2 separate regions of the Arachis hypogaea genome follow, and region 2 is linked to region 1. Evidence: chromatin contacts called from public Hi-C data. All regions are on one chromosome and are shown on one strand. Each heading gives the region's core, a stretch centred on a gene start, on an enhancer-like site or on the middle of the called end of the contact. The rest is flanking DNA. Distances are from core to core; before and after follow the strand shown. Region 1 holds the start of LOC112786933 (protein EMBRYO SAC DEVELOPMENT ARREST 30). Region 2 holds the start of LOC112786017 (AMP deaminase).

What was found. Hi-C and Micro-C count contacts between places; a contact is called where the count stands out from the background.
Region 2: a Hi-C map of leaf shows a contact between it and region 1, with 3 times the contacts expected there. The contact joins the promoter of LOC112786017 here to the promoter of LOC112786933 in region 1. A contact is called at or near these places in 2 of 8 Hi-C or Micro-C datasets (both in leaf).

What each region holds. Positions count from the first base shown.
Region 1 is chr20:93,630,884-93,636,588 of arahy.Tifrunner.gnm2.J5K5, forward strand. LOC112786933 (protein EMBRYO SAC DEVELOPMENT ARREST 30) reads right to left here and starts at 2,604. Exons shown (of 12, transcript XM_025830306.3): 1 at 2,112-2,604; 2 at 1,616-1,670; 3 at 48-278. The coding sequence starts at 215.
Region 2 is chr20:93,758,871-93,764,575 of arahy.Tifrunner.gnm2.J5K5, forward strand. LOC112786017 (AMP deaminase) reads left to right here and starts at 3,211. Exons shown (of 8, transcript XM_072231547.1): 1 at 3,211-3,289. LOC140183312 reads left to right here. Exons shown (of 3, transcript XM_072231540.1): 3 at 1-830. The coding sequence ends at 799.

The sequences.
Region 1 (5,705 bases), core at 1,354-3,853:
ACACAACCATAAGCATCCACTCGAAACATATATACATAAGAACTCACCTGTCCTCCCGAGGTCGGAACAAAATTCTCTGGAAGGCTAGGCATTGCTTTATACTGCACTATGTTAACTGCCCAAAACTTCGCTAGCGACAGATGAATGATGATGGATGCCAGAGATAAGGTAATCACAGAAAGAACAACCCATTTTATCTTAGTTATAAATGCCATCTTGGCCTAGTGACTCTACATCACCAATCTCATACCAAATGACTTCAAACTTAGCAGCAACATCTACAGAAAAACATTAAATATGAATTGGGTCATCAAACAAGTACACAAGAACATATTTAATGATAGAGAAGACGAGCACTAAATCCAATAAAGAATGCTTTTTGCATCTTTGTTCTTCGACCCGGTGACCAAATTCCTCATCAATTCCATTGTTCCAATTCCATCCTTAAGATATCAGACTTTTCATAGTGCTAATAATACCAATAAAAATGCAATGTGTACATGGCAAATGACAAAAATAAATTTCGGCTGTAAATTGAAAGTTGAAACTAACACCAAATTGGCGAAAAGGTTGGATGAATTCACAAAGGAGAACTAAGTAACGAACCAAACTAGCGGAAACCAGGTACAGAACCAAACATAAAAAGTACGGGTAAGTGGTGGAAGACGAATGGAATTACACAGAAAAGGCACAAAACTTGGTATGGCGGTGAGGCAATGCAGAAGAAGGCGTACCAGAAATTGGTTTCAGATTAGTGTGTGTTGAATTTGAATGATTCACTGGTCTTTGATGGGTTAAGAGTAATACAAATAAGCAAGCTATGCTTTGAGGGCATCTCAGCTGGACGAAGAATCAAAAGTCAATTCACGGGAGTAAATGCAACTGGGTAAATGAAACATTGACAACCACTGTCGATTCTTCAAAATCAACGGCAAGAATTTCGATGGAGTCGAAAATATCAAGCTCACAGACGAAACCGAGGTTCACTTCACCTCAAAAACCCTAACTGAAAAGCAGGTAATCTAAAAAATTGAGAGGAAGAAGCAAAATGGAAAACAACGAAGAAGGTATGCTTGGATGAAGAGCATACCAGAAATGGAGAAGGTCCTGAGCACCCATTCGAACCTTAGCAAAGGGCAGAAGCAGAAGCTGATGCTGTAGCTGGAACACAAGATCCTTTCGAAATCTATAGAGAAGGAAGTCAGAAGAGAGAGCCTAGAGCATAGTTGACAGAACCGTACCGGTGATCAAACCGGTCAAGTTACTAGATCATTGGGTCACTGGTTCAACCGGTGGATCACTACTTGAACTAGTTGACTCGGTTCCACGTAAATAAAATATATAAAATAGTCATAAACTTAAAATTAAAATTTGAAATACATATTATCACTAACATTTTAACAACAAACGTCTCAATTTCTAAAAATAACTAATTTGAGCCTTGTTTTTAACATTTCCCATAAAAGACAATTATGACTAGAACTTTCAATAGCATATGATCATAAGTCCTTCGTGCACAGAATATGAACTAATTCTGCCAAATTATTATTTGTCAAAGTCGTCCGCTGCAAATAAAGGGGATAGAAGAAAGCAATAGAGTTTCAAAAGTTTGAACCTTTAGACGAAAAGCTTAGAACCTGAGAAGTGCCAAATACTTATAGTTTAAACCCCTGCAAACAAAACCATGCCACCACAGATTATGCAACAGAATAAACATGAGCAGAACAATATAAATTCACATAACCTATCCACTACAGCTCAATTCACAGAACCAATCCACTATCCAACAATATAAATTCACAGAATAATATAAAAAACAGCACCAACAATATAAAAACAGCACCTCAATTCACCATAATGATATTAAAACAGAAACAAATCAACCCTAAACACCAAAAATCAGAAAGAACAAAAAGGCATCAATCAACCACTACACTACATATATTACACTGTAAAAACAAAATTGGAATGATCTGCCAAGAATCGACAAATTATAATCAACAACAATCAAGATCAACTGAATCAGTTAATCCAACATCAGTTAATCAATTAATCAGTTAAAAAGATTATAATCCAGCAACTGAATAACTTAAAAAAATTAAAAAGCTTACCTGATGATGTGAAGGCAGAACGCGGGCAGAGAAGAGAGAGAGCAAGCACGGCGAAGCAGAGAGCGGCGAGGGGGAGGCAGCAGCGCCGGCGAGCCGCGTCGGATGAAGACGCGACGACGACGATGAGAGACGTACACGAACAACGAGAGGCAGTGAAGGCGCAGGAGCTGGCTGACGCAGGGAAGGCGCAGGGACGACGCGACGCGGACGGAGGCGTCAGATGTGGACTGAGGTACAGACGACGCGACAGCAGTGAAGGAGCAGGAGCTGGCAAACGTAGCGGATTCGGCAACGAGACGGCCACCGTGCGGTGTCGGCGACAGCGGCTCTGCGAGAGTGAGAAGGTTGTGGCGCCGCGTTGAGCTCGCCCGTTTTAGATCTGTTTCAGAGCGAGAGAGTAAGAGCGTGGGTTGGGGAGGGGATCCTTCGCTGGGATTAGGGTTATCTTTTTTTTTTTTTTTTGAAAATTGAACCGGTCCGGATTTCTCAAACCTTCCGGTTCACCGATTTTTATTAAAACCGGCCGGGTCAATTTATGGATTACGGATTTGGGCTTACACACCTTGGCCCAAACAATTGTAAAGTTGACAAAACAAATCGAAAAATAGTCGGACAAAAAACAATCGAAAAATAGTTTTTCAAATTATAATACAGGAAAAAATTTCAGGTATGTCATGTATTTTTTTGGAATTATCTTCTGATCCTTAAAGAATCTGGGTATTTTTTGAATTGTAAAAAAATTTGGGACTCTATTGAAATTTTGTAATTGAGCATTATTTCGGTTATTCAGCCCTCATACTAAGAATTTTTTTTTTTGTATTGCTTCCTGTTCGATCTTGTTCCTCAATATTACCCGTTTTTTCTCCTTCTCTTATCTCACCATAACTCTTTCCGTTGAAAATTTGCATCAAAATTTGCATCTCATTATAACGGTTGAATTTGCTGTGTTAAAAAAAATATAATAAAGATTAGTTAGATATCAGTGGTAGTAGTTGTTAAGATTTAGTGGCTAAGTTTGTTAGAAGAATTCTTGATTCTTGGTGCTTTGACTGAGTCCCTACCTTAACTAGTATATATTTCAGTACGTAAAATCATGCATAATTTAATTCTTTAATCAATTGTGAATGAATTTTCTATCGGTTACTTTTCATCAAATTCTCTCTTCTATATTTTCTTTAGCCCTTACTCATTGCTCACCTTCCTCACGTTTAGCTACTTGCTCGCTACTGTTGGTGAGTGCACAAGAGAGACGATCCATTAAACATAACATACCCTTCCACTATGCCTCCATCGCTGGCCTCATCCCCATCCACTCCGCCCTCGACTTCCTCCTCAATTGCGTCCTAACTATCTCACCACCCTCCTCTCTGCCTACGTCCGCCGCCACATTGTCTACCTTAACTCCAAAGGTCCTGCTACTTTAACACCGGCGCGGCATCATTCATAGATCACAAGCGGTGGCGTGGTAGCGACTACACTACCAAGATCGAGCAGTGGATGGAGCTTCATGATGCGGATCTATGAGGTTGGATCTTTCCTGCGATGATCCAATACTAAAATGAGATGCAAAGGATATAAGAATAACAGGGTCTACTGTCAATATCTAAATGACGGGGATCATTTAGCAATTTAAAAATTTTAATTTGACCTTTTGGTTAGTTATTAATATAAATTAATAAAATTGTACCAAGAATAAATAACAACTACAAATAAAATATTCCACCATGATTTTAAAGAACCCATTTGTATTTTCTCCACCATAGACAATTCCTATTAAAGAAAACATAAAGTTTAGATTTACTGGCAAGAGTACCCGTACAAATTACACGGGATTAAAAGGACTCAGAATGAAAAGAAAACCTATTATTTAGCAAATTTAAAACATAGATTGTCAAGCATCCATAAAAAGAAAAAAGAAAATAAAAACATATCCAATACAATGGAAAACATAAACAAAAATATCTGTTTCTATATATTAATAGATAAATAGCCATTTTTAAGTATAAATTAAGATTTCTTGATCTCCAACTGTATGTACCGGTCTCGTATGGAGACTAATCTCAGGATAAGCTTGTCCCTCCTCTTTAACTTCTACAATCTATAGCACTCTTTCCACTCAACCCCAAATTTTCATTCCGAATTTCTTCCTTCACTTCTCAGAAGATGGAAAAAAAAGATATTTTTTTCTACACTGGAATGTGGACTAATTATCTTCCACACAAAACCCTGTCCAGATGGTTTTAGATATGAGTGGACAAATACTGCAATAAATCTACTTAATATACTAAAATTGAGTTTTTCCCCAAACTTATGATGGTGAGGTGTCATTTTCTCGTGAATCCATTTTCCCTCCAAAATGATTGCACTATTTCTCTCTTTTAAATTTTTTTTAAAAATTATCTTTAATTGATATAATTATATTATAATTAGTATTTAATGAATGATACATAATTATACTAATTTAAGATAATCTCTATTATAATTATACTAATCTCTTTTAAATTTATTTCAAAAAATTATCTTAATTATAATTATATAACAATATTATACTTAGCATTTAATGAATAATTCATAATTATACTAAAACTGAGTTTTCCCCCAACTTACTTAATATACTAAAACTGAGTTTTTCCCCAATTTATAATGGTGAGGTGCCATTTTCTCGTGAATCCATTTTCCCTCCAAAATGATTGCATATTTCTCTCTTTTAAATTTATTTTTAAAAATTATCTTTAATTGATATAATTATATTATAATTAGTATTTAATGCATGATACATAATTATACTAATTTACGATAATCTCTTTATTGTAATTATACTAATCTCTTTTAAATTTATTTCAAAAAATTATTTTAATTATAATTATATAATAATATTATACTTAGCATTTAATGAATAATTTATAATTATACTAATTTAAAAAAATATCTCTATTATAATTATATAAAATTAATAATGAATGCATTATTAACCTAATTATCAATCAAAAATAATTTTAACTATTTTAATTATATTGATATAATTCTATTTTTTATTCATTATCTTAAAATTTTATTAGTGACAAGTTATTATCTTAATGGTGACCTATATAATAATAATAATAATAATAATAATAATAATAATAATAATAATAATAATAAGATAGAAAATTATATTTTAGAAAAATATAAATTGGTTATTAATAATATAATGATAATTATATGATTAATTTTTAGTAATTATTAAATATATTTAACATAAATAACCAAGTTTAATTAGTTAACAAATGAAAGGAAATATTATTGCACGATTGTAGAAGCAACAATATATATATATAACTAATTTAATATTAATGATAATTCAATATATATATATTGATATATATTAATAGCCAATTTAATATTAATAACATAATTATCATATTATTCAATAATAATAATAATAATAATAATAATAATAATAATAATAATAATAATCTTTCCTTTTATTAAAATACTCATCTAATTGAATTAATATAAATATTTAATGAAAATTAAGGATAGATTTTTTGGCTTGAAAAATAATACAATCGAATATTTTTGAAGATTTTAAAGTTGTGAGTATATATTCTTCCT
Region 2 (5,705 bases), core at 1,961-4,460, 130 kb after region 1:
GTACTTTCCCTGCCTGATTAGAAAGTACATGTGGCGAGCACATGTCAAAGGCACACTCCCATTTCCTGCTTTGATCATCGAGATGGCTCAGCGGGCTAGCGTACCTTGGTTGCCAGATGATGAGTTGCCACCCCCGATCCACGGGAAGGAGAGACTTCTCCCGTGGGGGACCTGGGTGTACGATAGACTAGCCCTGCGTAGATCCAGAGCCCGCTCAGCAGCAGCAGCATCTGGGCCACCATCTTCTTCAGCAACAGCATCTGGGCCATCATCTTCTTCAGCTGCAGCTGGACCCACTGCACCATCCACAGCTGCCAGTCAGCCACCACTACCACCATCATCAGCACCTCAGCCGACCTACAGACTAGTTCAGCATCTTATCGAGCGCATGGATCGGAGCGAACGTCGCAACGAGCGATGCTTTCGGCGCGTGATTCAGATGTTGGCATCGCTGGGAGCCGTCATACCCCCTGATTCCGACACTTCCGATCATTCCGAGGAGGAGGCGGATCATGGGGAGGAGGCTAGGCAGGCAGAGGCACCTCCAGAGATTCAGGCTTCTACACAGCCACAGCCAGACTCACTTGTAGCATCGGGAACAATGCTTCATTCTAAGTGTGGAGAGGTCGACGTCGTTGGTGGGAATGTTATTTTGGGTGACAATTTCAGACTTCAGCTTAGTTGCTTTATTTTGTCTTATTTTAGTATCCGCACTTTGTATTACTATATATATCAGCCATCTTGGATACTTTGTTTTACATTGTGCATTTTGCATCTTTGGTTTGTAAGTATATTTTGATATTTTTAGTTTGATTTACCTCTTTAGTTGATAGCATATATATGTAGTATCTTAGTTTATCAGTTTAGTTGTGATTGGAAAAAATATGGAACATTGAGCTTAGTTTAATCCTTTTTTTAGTCAAAACAAATCTCATATGCAAAAAGGGTAAACTAAGCTCAATGTTCCATATTTTTTCCAATCACAACTAAACTGATAAACTAAGATACTACATATATATGCTATTAACTAAAGAGGTAAATCAAACTAAAAATTTCAAAATATACGTACAAACCAAAAATGCAAAATGACCAATGTAAAACAAAGTATCCAAGATAGCTGATATATACAGTAATCCAAAAGTAATCCAAAGTGCAGTAAATGAAAGTGCGAATACTAAAATAAGACAAAATAAAGCAACTAAGCTGAAGTATGAAATTGTCACCCAAAATAACATTCCCGCCGACGACGTGGACCTCCCCACACTTAGAATGAAGCATCGTCCCCGATGCTACAAGTGAGACTAGGTGGAAGGGTCGACATCTGCATCCAGCTGTGGCTGCGGCTGTGGCTGTGTAGAAGCCTGAATCTCTGGAGGTGCCTCTGCCTGCCTAGCCTCCTCCTCAGAATGATCGGAAATGTTAGAATCAGGGGGTATGACGGCTCCCAGCGATGCCAACATCTGAATCACGCGCCGAAAGCATCGCTCGTTGCGACGTTCGCTCCGATCCATGCGCTCGATAAGATGTTGAACTAGTCTGTAGGTCGGCTGAGGTGTTGATGGTGGTGGTGGCTGACTGGCAACTGATAGCTGTGGATGGTGCAGCGAGTCCGGCTGCAGCTGAAGAAGATGATGGCCTAGATGCTGCTGCTACTGAAGAAGATGGTGGCCCAGATGCTGCTGCTGCTGAGCGGGCTCTGGATCTACGCGAGGCTGGTCTGTCGTCCACCCAGATCCCCCACGGGATAAGTCTCTCCTTCCTGTGGATCGGGGGTGGCGACTCATCATCTGGCAACCAAGGTACGCCAGCCCGCTGGGCCATCTCGGTGACTAAAGCAGGAAATGGGAGTGTGCCTCTGACATGTGCTCGCCACATGTACTTTCTGATCAGGCGGAGAAAGTACAACTCCTTCCCCTCCATAATGCACCTGATCAGAACGAGCATGTCTACCGGAATCTCCGTGAAGTGCGTGGTAAGCATAACATAATGGGCAAGAATCTACTGACATACCTTCGCCTCCCGAGTCAGATAATCGAACATCATCCCCTTGGGTTTCGTTTTATTGGCATCCAGCTGCCAAGGGGAGTCCGGTTCGACAACTATACTCCTCAGTGCATCATAGTCATAGGTCAGACAGTGCATCTCCACCTCAGCCTGCATAAAAGCATCGAGTGGAACCTCAATGTCAGCTTCTGTAACCAGGATCTGCCCGCCTCTCAGGTGAATCGAGTTAAGGGTCGGTGTATAGAAGTTGCAATAAAATTCACGCACCCATGACTCGTTCACCCTAGCTAGCTCCCTATCCACGAAGGACAGGCCCAACCCCTCAATCCGAAGCTCAATGGACTGTCTCAAATCTGAAGGGATATCTAGCTTCTTCTCCAGGTTGAGCTTCCGCTTCTGGAAAGTCAGAAACCGGAGCTCACAGTACAGATTGGGAAATTTCTCTGCGTTGGTAGAAGGTAGGAGCTGATCCTCCTTATCCTTGTCAGAGAGGGATATTTTAGCATAACTGGAGGTCGCAGAATCAGTGGAAGACTGAGACTTCTTCCTCTTCCTGGAGGTAACCTTTGCTTTTCCCTTGCCTCTGTCAGACATCCTGGAAAATAGAAATCACAGGATACAACATATTAAGCAAAGCAGAGGAAAGGAAAGACAAGGAAATAAGCACGGACAGAAAATAGACAACAGAAAGAAATTGAGAACTCTCATGAAGTGAGTCATAGGAATGAACTCTTGGAATGCAAGCAAACATAATTCATACATCAATCAAAATACAATCCAAGAATTCATGCAATAATAGGAAAATGCTTGTTCGTTAAGCAACAATAATCATCATGCCCGAAAGACAGGCCCAACCCTTAGCTCGCTCCCTATCCACGAAGGACAGGTCCAACCCCTCAATCCGAAGCTCAATGGACTGTCTCAAATCTGAAGGGATATCTAGCTTTTTCTCCAGGTTGAGCTTCCGCTTCTGGAAAGTCAGAAACCGAAGCTCATAGTACAGATTGGGAAATTTCTCTGCGTTGGTAGAAGGTAGGAGCTGATCCTCCTTATCCTTGTCAGAGAGGGATATTTTAGCATAACTGGAGGTCGCAGAATCAGTGGAAGACTGAGACTTCTTCCTCTTCCTGGAGGTAACCTTTGCTTTCCCCTTGCCTCTGTCAGACATCCTGGAAAATAGAAATCACAGGATACAACATATTAAGCAAAGCAGAGGAAAGGAAAGACAAGGAAATAAGCACGGACAGAAAATAGACAACAGAAAGAAACTGAGAACTCTCATGAAGTGAGTCATAGGAATGAACTCTTCGAATGCAAGCAAACATAATTCATACATCAATCAAAATACAATCCAAGAATTCATGCAATAATAGGAAAATGCTTGTTCGTTAAGCAACAATAATCATCATGCCCAAAAGAATATAAAAGAGTTAATGTGAAAACTAAAAAGAAGAGTTAGAGAGTCAACTAGGTCAAGGTTAGAAAACTAGGTTAGAAATCAGTGGCACGACAATTATGGAACTTAACCAAGATAAGTTCAAAAAGTATAGAGAACAAGCATACTCACATTCATGAGGATGATGTAAGACATTGATGATGAAATATGGAATGCATAAAAGCATAGAAAAAGGAATGCACATCATCATCAATGTTTATGGTCACTAAGCTTGTAAAAATTGGTGTTGAAAGTTTAAGAGTGTACTCATGTACCTAAGGTAAATTGGGTAATGAAGATGGCTACATGAGTGAAATTACACCAATGATCACAACTCAACAGAACCTCATTCAAAAAGTACAAGACTAGGCCACTTGAGAGTTTAGAAAGCACTTCAATGGTCAATGAGAAAGGTACGAATGAAAACGACCATGAAGAATGGAAATTGGACCTATCTTGCATGATTTAAAACACTCAAGAGGTTCAGAAATGATTTGGTCAATCAAGGTCCTAATTGTCACAGAATTCTAACAACTAGTCCCATGATTCCATCAGTGCACATGAAAGAGGGAACCAAGATACAAAACGGAAATGCTGACCAAATTAACTCATGAGTTGAACTTGGTATAAGCCAAATGAGTCTTAATTCACAGGGTGCCAAGTTCAATCCCTAAGTTGCAAGTTAGCAATAAGGAAATTTCCAAAAATTTTGGCAGCATTCTGGCAGTAAATTGGATGTTTCCAGATGGAAAATAGCAGCAAAACAGTCTCATATGAATCCAAAATATCAAACATGTATACAAACAGTGATTTCATATGATCTGGCAGCATTAAGCAAAACAAAACAGTTTAAATCAGCATGGCAGCACCCATTTCTTTGAATTTGACAACCAATCACAAGTATTCAACATGAATTCAGACAATTAAACATCCTGAATCAAGTGATTGAGTGGAAATTGGAATTAAACAGCATCAGGCATAATCAACAGTGTATTGAGAATCAATGCATGGCCAGTACACAGAGTTGCAATGAGCAACAAATTGTGAACATATAACATTAAAGCATCAGCATTGATCAATAACAGTATCAAATAGCAGCATGTGAAAGCATGGAGCACCAAAATCATCATCACTCAACAAGCAGTTTGCAAATAACCATTCAGATAGCAACAACAACAACAAAAAGTCAGACCTAAATCCTCTAACCACATCTTAGCTACCTAACCATATGCGATTCTATCTAACCTAATCAAACGGAGATTAATCAATCTACTGATAAAACTTGAAAATGAACTAAAAGAAAAATTAAAAACAAAGCAGTTATTGACAGGGGAAGACATGGGAAAACATGGACGAAGCAGAAAGTTAAATTGGAATGCATAGCTACTGAAGGGGACTGAGGCGCCACTGGCCCAGTGGTGGCGCAGCGCAGAGTAGGGTAGCAGTCCAGAGTAGGGCACCCGATTCTGCCCTGGGTGCAGCGACGGGAAAGGAAACGGCCGAGAGAGAAGGAAGGATTTGGTGATGGTGAAAGGGAGTTCGCCGGCGGCAATGGGCGTAGCCGCGGCGGTTCTGGTGGTGACAGAGAAGGAGACTAACTGAGAGGAGGAGAAAGGGGGAAAGAAGAAGGGCGAAAAGGGGCGAAGAGGAAAGAGAGAAGGGAGAAGTGAGGTTAGTCGGCGGCGGTGGGTGTCGCTGGGATGGTGTTGCAGAGGTTGAGAGGGTGGCGATGGAGGTTCTAGGTAATTGGAGGGAGAAGAAGGAGAAAATGGAACGTTGAAGTTGAAGGGGTAAAGGGACGCGACTGGATTAGGGCTTGCGCGTAGGGGTGTCATCGATTTTGAATCCACGCGTACGCGTTTAGAACGCGTGCGCGTGGGTGGACCAGGTAGGCATCGACGCGGAAGCGTCTTTGGCGCAAACGCGTGAAAGGAGGCAGTGCAAGTCGACACGTACGCGCAAGGTACGCGTACACACGTGGGAGGAGTTGTGCCAAAGGCACAGTTTTGGCACCAATCTAGCACAAGTCTCTAGAAAATGTATGGGGGCATGTCAGCGCATCGACGCGTACGCGTGCCTGCCCCTTTTTTTTTTTTTTTTCAACAACACCAAGACAGAGCTTAAAACTCTCCGAACACTCTACAACTCAAAACCAACCAAAATGAAAATTAACAACAAATCTTTTGGTTTTTCCAAATATTTTCCAAATACAAATCTAACCAAACTTGTAACACAAGCAACATATAATTCAAGAAAAAGGTGCAAT